2 separate regions of the Anser cygnoides genome follow, and region 2 is linked to region 1. A link is a contact called in public Hi-C data. All regions are on one chromosome and are shown on one strand. Each heading gives the region's core, a stretch centred on a gene start, on an enhancer-like site or on the middle of the called end of the contact. The rest is flanking DNA. Distances are from core to core; before and after follow the strand shown. Region 1 has its middle 5.6 kb from the start of PPP2R5C. Region 2 holds the start of DYNC1H1 (dynein cytoplasmic 1 heavy chain 1).

What was found. A called contact is a pair of places that touch in the nucleus more often than the background predicts.
Region 2: a contact with region 1 is called in a Hi-C map of granulosa cells, with 2.6 times the contacts expected there. The contact joins the promoter of DYNC1H1 here to the enhancer-like site in region 1. A contact is called at or near these places in 2 of 7 Hi-C or Micro-C datasets (granulosa cells and liver).

The regions. Positions count from the first base shown.
Region 1 is chr5:55,169,519-55,175,093 of Taihu_goose_T2T_genome, reverse strand. No RefSeq gene overlaps it. Among named protein-coding and RNA genes, the nearest start is that of PPP2R5C, 5.6 kb to the left of the region's middle. Within about 2 kb of position 3,068, at least 2 of the 3 cell types and tissues checked have open chromatin away from gene starts, as enhancers often do.
Region 2 is chr5:55,260,998-55,266,572 of Taihu_goose_T2T_genome, reverse strand. DYNC1H1 (dynein cytoplasmic 1 heavy chain 1) reads right to left here and starts at 2,469. Exons shown (of 78, transcript XM_048069884.2): 1 at 2,132-2,469. The coding sequence starts at 2,402.

The DNA of each region.
Region 1 (5,575 bases), core at 1,819-4,318:
CAACTTGCTAAAATAGCAGAAAACTAACTGAGCAGGGAAGACAGGAGACAATGAGACATTTTGCCAGTGAGCTGTTAAGTTGGCTCAGCTGAAGCTATGCAGCCGCACTTGTGGACAAGGTTTGAGAAGCCAGTGAAATGTCATCATTACACATAATTGTCAAACACTGGCAGGCTGTTTCTCAAAATTCTTTATTGACTGAAGCAGATTTATTCTGCTTTCTGGCACCCTGTGTGAGACATAAAGAGAAAAATGAAAACTCAAGCACCACTGGCAGTGAAGAGGCTGGAATAGATGGGTTGAAATTTAAACATTTTTTCTAATCTTGTGTTCAGGCTGAACTACTAGGTAAGATAACTTTCTTGTCAGGAATAGCGAAACTACCAAGTTATGTCTGGGGGAATAAACTACTTCTTCAGCCCTGAGCACCTGCAATAGACTTCTCTTCTGTACAGCCTAACACCAAAAGCTGCAAAGGCAGTATATTCAACTCCACCAAAAAGATGAAGTGTCTTTCAGAAACCTTCACTAGCATGTATTTATTCTGCCTACCCTGAATGACATTAAATAATTCTTGGGCTGTTCTCAAAAGACTAGGTTTTAATTCTCAATTCTGTTAATGTCTGCTAGCATTGGATGCCTAGCAGTCATGTTCTGCTGTCTTGTAAAAGTTACAAAATAATTTATTCAAAACGTATAGAAGTCAGGCTCTTTTGAGATGATGAGTAAGTCAAATTTTAGTCAACTTCATACATGTTTACAACATGATATTTCAGCCTCATTTGTGACCGCATAGATACAAATGGCAATTATTGGATAGATAGAACCAGACTTTCACTTTCAGAACCATAACTCATTGATGTAATCATATGTATGTATAGTAATGTCAGTACTGGATACCTTCTAGTTGTTATATTACTTTGTATTTTCGTAAAATTCGGATTGGTCAAAAATGAAAAACATGTTCTTGTGTGGATAATTACACCATCTAAATCACAAGAATTTTCAGTGACTGCGTATTTCCATTGAAATACAAATTTCTTTGAGTTGTCTGTTCTTAAAACTTTTCATCTTCTTTCTCTCATTCATTTCTCTTTATTTATTTATTTATTTTTAAATGACAAGATTTCATTTTGAATCTAGTGAATAGGATTATAAGTTATTTAGACAATTACAACATTGCAGAAGATGTCTGCTAGGATATTTTCCACTTTTGTTAAAAATCCAGGACTCTTTCAAGTATGGAGTGAAAGCTGATGTTAAGACCTCTTTTCACTAAGCTTCCAGAAGCTTATTGGCAAAACCAGAAGTCGTCTTGCTTGTGACGGGAATAAGGCAAGGCGAGCTAATGAGTCAGGGACCTATCCAAGAAGTCCACTCTGGAACACCAGGAGACGGGGCCAAAGAGAAGGATAGAAAGAAGACTATCTATAATGCTGGTCCAAGCTTACAGGAGACAGACCCAGAGAGAGGACTACTTATGGTATTTGTCTAAAATCCAACCAGATGGGGGCCAGAGACAAGACTAGCTACAAGGCATGCTTGAGGTCCATCTAGTAAGCCCTGTCAATAAATCATGCTGGAAGTAGAGGGCTGGATGCCAGTACAAGAAAGCAGGCCAGGTTTGGCTGCCCAGGACAGAGCTTAAGTGGAGCTTCTGGACCAGTTGGCAATGTTGTCACATTTGGCTGGCAACTGGCTTGGTACCAAACAATGTCAGTAGTAAATAAGATCCATATTCATATACACATTGATTCTGGATTTCTGCTAGGGCCAACTTAATTTTAAAATTAAAATGAAAAACCATAAATAATGATCATGGAGAACTCACTTATGCAGCTTGTTACTGAGACCTCATTACTGATATCCTAATCACAAACTGTGGACAAGGAAGTAGATAACAAAAAATATCTAGCAATATCTAATGATAGTTAAACAAAGCAGATTTTCCTGTTTGTGACCACAGTTTGCAGTGTTTATGCCCATCATTGGTTATTAAGTATTAAAATGAATTTCATCTGGAAAGTCGGATGATGATCACAGTAATTAAGGTGGATGAACCGTTCGTCTTATCCAGAATGGCAATTCCACTTGTGTGTGCTGATACCCAGATTCCATAGAGATGGGAACTAGAAATATAGTAAGATTATAACACTTCAGTCAAATCATTTGATGTTCTTCTGCCTCAGTGAAGCAAAAAAAGATCCTAAGAGCAAGACTTTGCTGCATGTCATGTAGCTGAATCTTTCCAGGAAAAAAAAAAAAAAAAAAGAAGTGCAAGAAGTGCAACACTGCTGGTAACATAGATGTTGTTAGGAGGTCTGCTTTCATGTTTCTACTATCTTTAGTGGTTTCATTTTCAGTATTTACAGTGAGCTAAGAGATATGTTTACATATCATATATAATCTGTTTAAAATTTAATGGATGGGCCTAGCATTCAGAATGTATAAAGGATAAATTTATTTTTGCTAGTTCATCTTATTTTCATGTCAGAATTCAGCATCATTGTGGTGTGTTTTGGTGCAATTTTTAGCAGTGTCTTTGTTGATTCCAGGTTTTTAGCTGCAATTAGTGTAATGTTCCTAATCACCTAGTACCGTTCCCTCTTCCCACATGATGTCAAAGGAGAGAATAATTTTGTATCAGATGAGTGAGACTAGTAACATAAAGGTGACTGCAGCTAAAACTCCTACATTTTCTTTTTTATTATGTGTAAGTTGGTATTTATGGAATGAATGAAGAGTTCCAATTAATTGTACCTCCTGTTGATGGCATACAAGATTTTCTCTTTCAACACTTCATACTTTTTTTCTGCCTTTTTGGGATTCGACATAGCTAATATAGCTATATATTTTTATCTCAGTGTGGGAAGAGTTGAAAGACATACTCAGAAGGCATACTCAGGACTTAACCCTGTAACTACCATAAATCTGTAGATGCTTAAGTGTCTACTTCTGAGTATGCTCTGAAGCGTCCAATTTCTCAAAAGATGCATATGCTGCAGTTGTGATCTGCTTCAGGAGCAATCCGTGTTTCCTGCTCAGAAAGCAAAGGGCAGTTTCCATCAACACAGCTTTTGGCTTGCTCCACCTAGAGCAGCCTGCCTGCATCTGCACTGTGCAGCATCCAGAGGGATCCTGTAGTCTTCTGCAGATCGTTCCTCAGCCTTTTTTAAATGCGGGGCACGGAACAAATACCACTTTTCCACTGCACTTACATCCTGTGATCATGCCAGTTCTTACTGTGTAACATGGATAAAGTTTATTTTCAGGGATTACTGCCTGGGGCAATGCTGAGATCCATCAGCATCCCTCAGTGCTAAGCTGCCCTGCCATCTCTCTTTTGGTAGTTGGGGTGATTCCTGCAGCCAAGATTCCCGTGTCTTCAAGGGCTTCAAGGGCTGTGACAGCCTGCAGTTTTCTGCCAGTCAGACCTTCTGTCAGCACCTTGAAGCCTATCTTTGCATATGAGACATTTGAAAAATTTTTAAAGGTTCTTTAATAATTAATTCCCTTTTTTGTTTGTCCAAGATAATGTGAGAAATGCTCACACCATGGCACATATCTACTACTATGGCATGTATCGAGAGAGGTATAATATGGATGCACGCCAGGCAAAAGGCTTGCAAGGATGATGTTGGAGGATTGGAACAAGTGGAAGGAGACTTTAGAGTCAAACCATTTCCTAGAGGTATCTAGCTGCTGACTGGCTCCTAGGTTTTGTCTGTGAGGAAGCCTTGTAATTTTTGTCCAAAGGGTAGATACTAACAAAGACGACTTTGGAACAAAACAGCTAATGATTCAAACTAATAGTATTATGTGCACTCAGAATCTCCTTTTGTGATATGTTGGGAGCCTTGGCCTGTAATTCAGGGCTGTAGATTCTACACGATAGCAGAACACCTAAGTCCTTTCATCCTTCTGGGTAGTTTTTCAACATAACAGTTATAAGAATTTGTTAACTTTGGCAAACCATAATTTTTGCTTAGCCACATTTTAGGATGTGGCAGCTCCATGTTTAAGAAGGTGTAAAACAAATCAGATACTCTGAAAAAAAAATCAGACTGAGCAATTAAACATTGGCAAAGTTTACAAGCATCTCAAACTCAAACCTTATAACAGGAATGTTAGGCAAACTTAACTACAGATTTCTCTTCCATCTGTATTTATATGATGCTGCGTACTGCCTGTCTGGCATGCCTGTACAGACTATGCCCCAAAGTTACCTTTGTACGCATTTCGTGTGTTCAGTATTTATCCTAAAGATTCTATATAGATATGAGTTGTATTTACATTTATATCATTATTTCTTATGCATATTAGTATTTATTTTGAACAAAAGTACTGAGAAACAATAATGTGGGAGGTCATTTACTAAGAAGTGAAAAAACAAGGCCTTTGGCAGATTTTTTTTTTTGTTTGCATGCCTTCCTCAAAGTATGGTACATTGTATTTATACTTGATGCATTCCCTTCACAATTAATTTTTTTTTTAGTTTAAACTTTTTATGTTATTTTTTTTTTTGCTGTCCACAGTTGTTTCCTGTCCCTGAAAATAGCATGCATGCGATCAGAGCTGAATAATTGCAACTATTCTTACAGATGATAATTTCCTTAAAGCAGCTCATTTCTCTAGCGTGCTACATATCTCTGCTTTTGTTTTTATTGTTATATTTTATTGTTATGTGTTTCATTCCAATTTCGTCAGAAGACTTCCTGTTCATACTGTTCTTGGCTGTTCAGAGAAGTGATCCATATACATGTAATATTGATTCAAGAATCAATTGTTAGAGCTGTTTTCCCCTTCCTTTCACCAGGGCCGCCAAGACAGAGGTTAGATTGACACTGATGTCTTCATGGGCAGCCCTTTGCCTATTTTTTGTTTTTTAATTTCTAGAATAGATGCCCACATTAGTTCATGGACACCTTTGTTTTTGTCTTGGAGAAAGAACTAGCAGATAAATGAGCTAAAGTTCACTGCTATTCAATATAAATTGAACAGGAAAATTCATGTTATTAGCATATAAAAGAAGCAGATAAGTAACTACCTGTCCATAATTCCCATGGCACTTTAAATTTAATATTCCTTTCATATATGTAAAGAGGATAAAAGTAATAAAGTAAATGAAGTGTAAATAAATGTAAGATGTATAAAAAAGGTTTCTTTATTTACATTTATGTATGAATCCTACTTCACATTAACTGAATTTTTGCAACGTACTTTACTAAGCTGGATTTGAAGTTTAGTTCTGCCAAAGATGTTAATACATGGCAGTAGCTAATCTTCTAAGAATATAAAAAATTTACTTGCTTTATGGAACCAACCAGCAGTTCTCCCTCAATGCTGAAGTACCGTGCTAGTAAGCAAATGTCCTTTTCACAGAAAGATTTGTTTTTGTTATGACATATGCACTTCCCTAAAGGTAAGCTTAATATATAGTGTTACTTATTTAAATGCTAAATTAACTATAAGTCTTTGTGTACTTGAAGCTAGAATAAAAGGAATATGATCAAAAGCTGTACAATTCCAAAGAAATTACTATGTAGGCATTACTTATGCAATGGCAGGGAGCCAA
Region 2 (5,575 bases), core at 1,220-3,719, 92 kb before region 1:
TCCATTAAATTTTTCAGGTTGCTATAAAAAAAGATTAAACATTACAAGCAAATTATAATCCACATCCTGCTTATAAAGCAGAATGAAATTTTCTGCAGTACAGAACATGCACTTATTTGCAGAGATATGCTCCCAGGATAACTACAATTCAGCGAGAACATTAAACAAATACTTTTTTCCTTTTATAGACTGCTTCATTTTTTCAGACATTTTCTTTGAAAGTGTTTTGGAAATTAAGTCAGAACAAAAAAAACAACCAACCAAACAACCCATAGGAAGTAGTCAGGCATTAGTAGAGCCAACGTATCACAGATGATGTAATTACTGGGGATGCGGGGAGCTGTGCTGCAATGCAGAGATTTCGGTGCAGAAGGTTACTCCCTGCTGGGAGACACACCCTGACTGGACGCGTTGCACTGGACTCTCATTCTGCTCTGGTTTCATTTGGCACTTCATACAAGACATACTCTCAGGCTGTCATGTTTGCGATCCCAAGCAGCAGAAGCCTGATCACAGACACTACAGGAACCCTTGTGAAAGCTGTCGACAGGCTGTGTAGCAAATGATATCACCTAACGTTTTAACTACTTAGAAATACAGCTTCTGTTTTGCTGTATTCATAATCAATAATTTGCTTCATACTATCTATTCCTTGAACAAATTTTGACAGAAATAGTTTTTAACAGTGTCAGGGACGACAAGATCTCCGTACGATGCTGCACATTCTGAATACTCTTAAGTTTGATGGGGTGTCTGTGGGGGTCTTCTGTCACAAAATGCACTTTTGCCAAATAACTGCTATTAATCCAGAAGATATTGATGGAAATGGCTTCTGCCCACAATCTACTAGTATTCGGCTTCTAGAACACGCAGTGAGGGTTTCAATACACTTTTAATCACAGATTTGTGAAAATAAGCTAACTGATCACCACTGCATCATTACTTCCAACCCAAACTAAAGATTACCAACCTCATGAGCCTGACATAAGAAAACTTCAGAGATCATTTGCATAGCCTCTTAACACTCAGTGGACTTCCTTTAAATCTTGCTAAATGCTGCATCATGAATTCATAAAGATTGTTTTTCTTCTCTGGAAAATTCTAGTTATCCCTACCGAAATAGAAGTCTCAAACTTTCGAATGGGAAGGAGGACAATCAGCGGAAACAGTTATAACAAAGACAGGATATTTCAAGCAACATCTTAAGTTCATCTTAAGTGGAAGAACCTTCTCTAAGCTTCCCTTGATGTGCAGAAACTGCAGGGATGCATCCTGTATCTTACAGTGTGGCTGCTGACATGCTACGCAACGCGAAGTATGACTGCGTTAAAATTTGACGCGCATCTGCAGGGACTGAACCAACAGCACGCTTGGAGTAGAGATCCAGAAATTTAATGTTAAAATTTTGCAAGCTCAGATTGGTGGGCATGCAGCCAAATACAGATTGCAGGTTTTGTTTAACAGTAAATGTCCGTGTTATGAATGAGTTCTATGTTATTGGTGTTCATCGGCCTGGATTCTGCAACAAGGAGCGCCTATTTAGCGGCAGATTCATTGACAAATTTCATAAAGAGTCATTTCTGAAATAAATGGAGCATGTAAACGACAAAAACGTCCGTCAGAGCTAGCTTTGCTGCGGTATTTAATGTAGCATTTGCCGAGATTTCCGATAAATGTTTACAAGCAGCACGCTCAGCAGCCCTCGCTGACTAAACAAAGACGTGCAGGGCCTCCGCTAGGCTTTAGGAACCTGGGAGTCTTGCTAATTACCCACAGAGGGGCACTTTCTGAGGGCCGATTCAGCCCCCCAGCCCGGTTTGCTCTGCCAGCAGCAGGTTACCGGTGTCACCAAGGAGCCCGAGCAGAGGGCAGGCCGCAGGAGCGGCGCCCGGGGCCTACTGACGAAGCATTTCTCCCAGGCCAGCCCGCTGTGGCGGCGCCCATCGCAGCCCCAGCCCCGGCACGGCGTCGGAGAGCAAGGGGCGCAGCGCAAGGAACGCGGCCAGGCCCCGCCGCCCTGTCAGCCGCCGGGCTCCGCCAGGCCCTTCCCTTCCTCCCCCGGCTCCTCCATCCCCCCGGCGGGGCGCCGCCGCCATTTTGTGAGCGCGGCGGCCGCGGGCCCTCGGCTCACCTTTGAGGGTGGAGCGCTCCACCAGCACGGTGTGGACCTGCGGGTCGGAGAGGAACTTGCGCATATGCTCCACGGCGCCTTTCTCCTCCAGCGCCGCCTCCAGCACCGCCGGCGCTTCGCCGCCATCCTCCAGCAGCAGCGGCACCAGCTTGCGCAGGTGCTTCTGCAGCACCGCCACGTCGGCCACATTCTGCACGGCCGAGCCCGACACCTCCATGCCGCCTTCCTCGCCGCCGGGGCCGCCGCCCCCGCCGCTGCCGGAGTCGGACATGCCGAGGCAGGAGGCAGGCAGCCGCGCTCCGCCCGCTCCGCCACCGCCCGCCGCGCTCTGAGCGCCGCCTCGCCGCCGCGGGGGAGGCTGGGGCGGGCGGGCCGACACGCCCCGGGGCCGGGCAGGGCTCGGGGCTCCGCTGCGGCTGGCTCCGGGCCCCGGAGGAGGCTGCCGAGCTGCCTGGCTCCGCTCCCCGGAGCTCCCCCCGCGGGGCGCTGGGACGCCGGCCGGGCTGCGAGCGGGGAGCTGGAGGTCGGGCTTCGCAGGGCGGCGGCCGCTTTGCTTCCCCTCCCTCCTCTGTGCTTTAACAGGAATCACAGCGAGCGTTGCGTTCTTTTGTTCGAGTTATTTATTCTGAGGGGAAAAGCAGACCGCGCGTGCCGCTGCGAGGACAACAGAAGGGAAAACGCTTCCTGGGCCAGCCCAGCACTGTACTGCCACTGGTTCACGTGGAAGCTGAGGTGTTCAAATAGAATAGAATTGGTTGGGGTGGAAGGAAGCTTGGAGATGACCCAGTTCCAACCCTCCTGCCCCAGGCAGGGATGCCACCCACTAGATCAGGTTTCTCAAGGCCCCATGAACCTGGCCCTAAACACCCCCAGGGATGGGGTATCCACAGCTTCTCTGGGCAACCTGTTCCAGTGTCTCACCACCCTCATGAATTTCTTCTTTATACTCAGAGGGTAGGTTTAGATTAAAGCCATTACCCCTTGTCCTATCGCTACACTCCCCCATAACGCGTCCCCATAGACCCCTTTTAAAAGTACAGCAAGATCCCAATGAGATCTCCCTAGAGCCTTCTCTTCTCTAGACTAAATAACCCCAGCTTTCCCAGCATTTCTTCATAGGAGAGGTGCTCCAGCCCACTGATCATCCTCATGGGCCTCTTCTGGACCCTATATCTGAACCACTAATCCAGATTCTGTTGCCAGTTTCCCAAAAGCATAGGACAGAGAATACCAAATGAACACACTGATGAAGGAGACTTTTTTTCAGAATTTCATTTTTGAAAACCCTTAATCTTCCTTTACCACTGTCATAGACATGCTTGCTGTAACCCAATGAATATGCTTGCCTGACCTAAGTTATCAGATGAATCCAGCTCACTGCCACAAAGATGGACAATCCTGTTCCTCCTTGCCCAGTCTAGTCTCCTCCCTTGCCTGGTGCTGGCTCACAGTTGCTGCTGGTTTAGCAAACAGAAAGCGAAAGGAGAACATGCGTGGGAGAGGGGAGGTGGCAGTCAAGTTCCAGAGCAGCTCCCCAGATCCCAAAGCACATTGGAGGCACGGGTTGACCACAGACTGAAAACTCCACTTCTTGTTCCTATGGAGGTGGAGAAGGGGATATCCCCCCCCCCCCCCCCCCCCCCCCCCCCCCCCAAAAAAACCAAACCAAAACAAAATTCTCTCATTCTCCTCATGCATCTCCCCAGGTGGACACAGAGGCCCTCACAATGTGCAGAAACCCTCACACTCAGAATCTGTTCAAGATGTGTACAGAAAGCGCAGCCACATACCCCAGCTCTTCTGTTTCAAGCCCCCCCAAAACACGCATATGCTCAGTACGCTCCTAAGGGGTTTAGGAACCCAGTGTATCTTGGAAAAAACAGTGATTTCTGAAGTAATACAAATCTCAAAACTTTCTTCTCTAGAAGGAAAATGATCATTTCATCAACCAATTTTCACACACAAGCACCAGAACTAATACATGTAATCCATCCAAAACTGCTCAAAAACTGATCAAAACCATTTAAATTTTCACTTCTAAAACCCTTTTTATTAGAAAGGTAAACTTTATTTTTGATGAAAAAATTAGTAGTAGATACTTAACTCAGTTGAATGTCCTATTTAAGGAACACAGCTACTGAGTTATTAAGTATTTAATACAACACGCCCCTATTTTCATTGTCTGAAGGCCAGTTTGTTCACATCCTATTATTCTTCTACATAGAAGTTATGTTAAAGGATTACATTTTATATATATGAACATATAACGTAACATATATATATAAAAGCACTTTGTCAGGCTGAATTCCACCAAGGACCCATAGCTAGGTCCTGCCTGGCTGCTTCCCAGGGGGAGAAGAACCATCTACTACTCATCTCCATATAGTAAGCGTCAGTTCGGGCCATGCATCTAGAAAACAGGTTAACTGAACATCCCAGCTCAAGTGTACATTGGCATCTCTTAACAGGTTAGCTGAAGCTATGTGTTATGAAATGTCAGCATGCTCATTCTTCTAAACAGCTGTCATCTGCTGCACCAAAATACCACAGAATTTTTTGTAGCTTACAAAGAAAGATACAATAGCATTATTCTAAAATTGCTGCCAGGAAAAAATGAGAGTAAGGAAAGTAAAGTAAGGAAATAAGGAAAAAAAGCAGGACAAAGATGAAAAATAAGAATCCAGGTATTTATACCCACTACTGCTGAATCACAAAGAGTGTCAAAAACCAAAACGAAAGAAAACAAACCAGCAAGTCGTACATTACTTTAAAAAAACACACAAAAAATATCCTATATGTGACAAGACTATAATAAAGAACAAGTCTAGGACTCTGTTATCAAAGTGTCAGACCACTTGCAACTAAAATGCAGTTTAGATAAGACACTTTGTATTCCTTTATTCACTTAATCCTCACCTGCTGTGCCAAAGGGGGTGGTAGGAAGACACCATAAATTAAAGGAAATCAAAACAAAGATAAACTTTTTTTTTTTTTGCACAGGTTCTTAGGTTCAATTAAAATCTATGGGAAGAATAGGCTCAATCAGAGTGAAAAATCATTTCCCTTGATCTACTTCGAGTTGACTATGAATATCTTTTTCTTGGATATTCATCTTAGTATCAAAACACAAAGAAAGACTTCTCCAGGCAGGGTACTAGAAAAAAAGCATAATCTATTACTATGGCAAGACCTTCACACCGGCATGAACACTCCTGTGTTTTTCTGGTCCACAAAAATGTCTAATATAACTTGAAGCAAATTATGTGAATGCTCTCTCCTCTTTATATCAAAACAGTGGAAGCCTTCTCCCCTCAAAATCCTACGGTGGAAGCCTCTGAAACTTCACATTTTGTGCATACAGTCCCAATATGAATCAGTTCACGGAAAGGCAGCTGCAGTCATGCTGCTCTTCAATTATGTGATGAAGGAATAATGCATCATCTT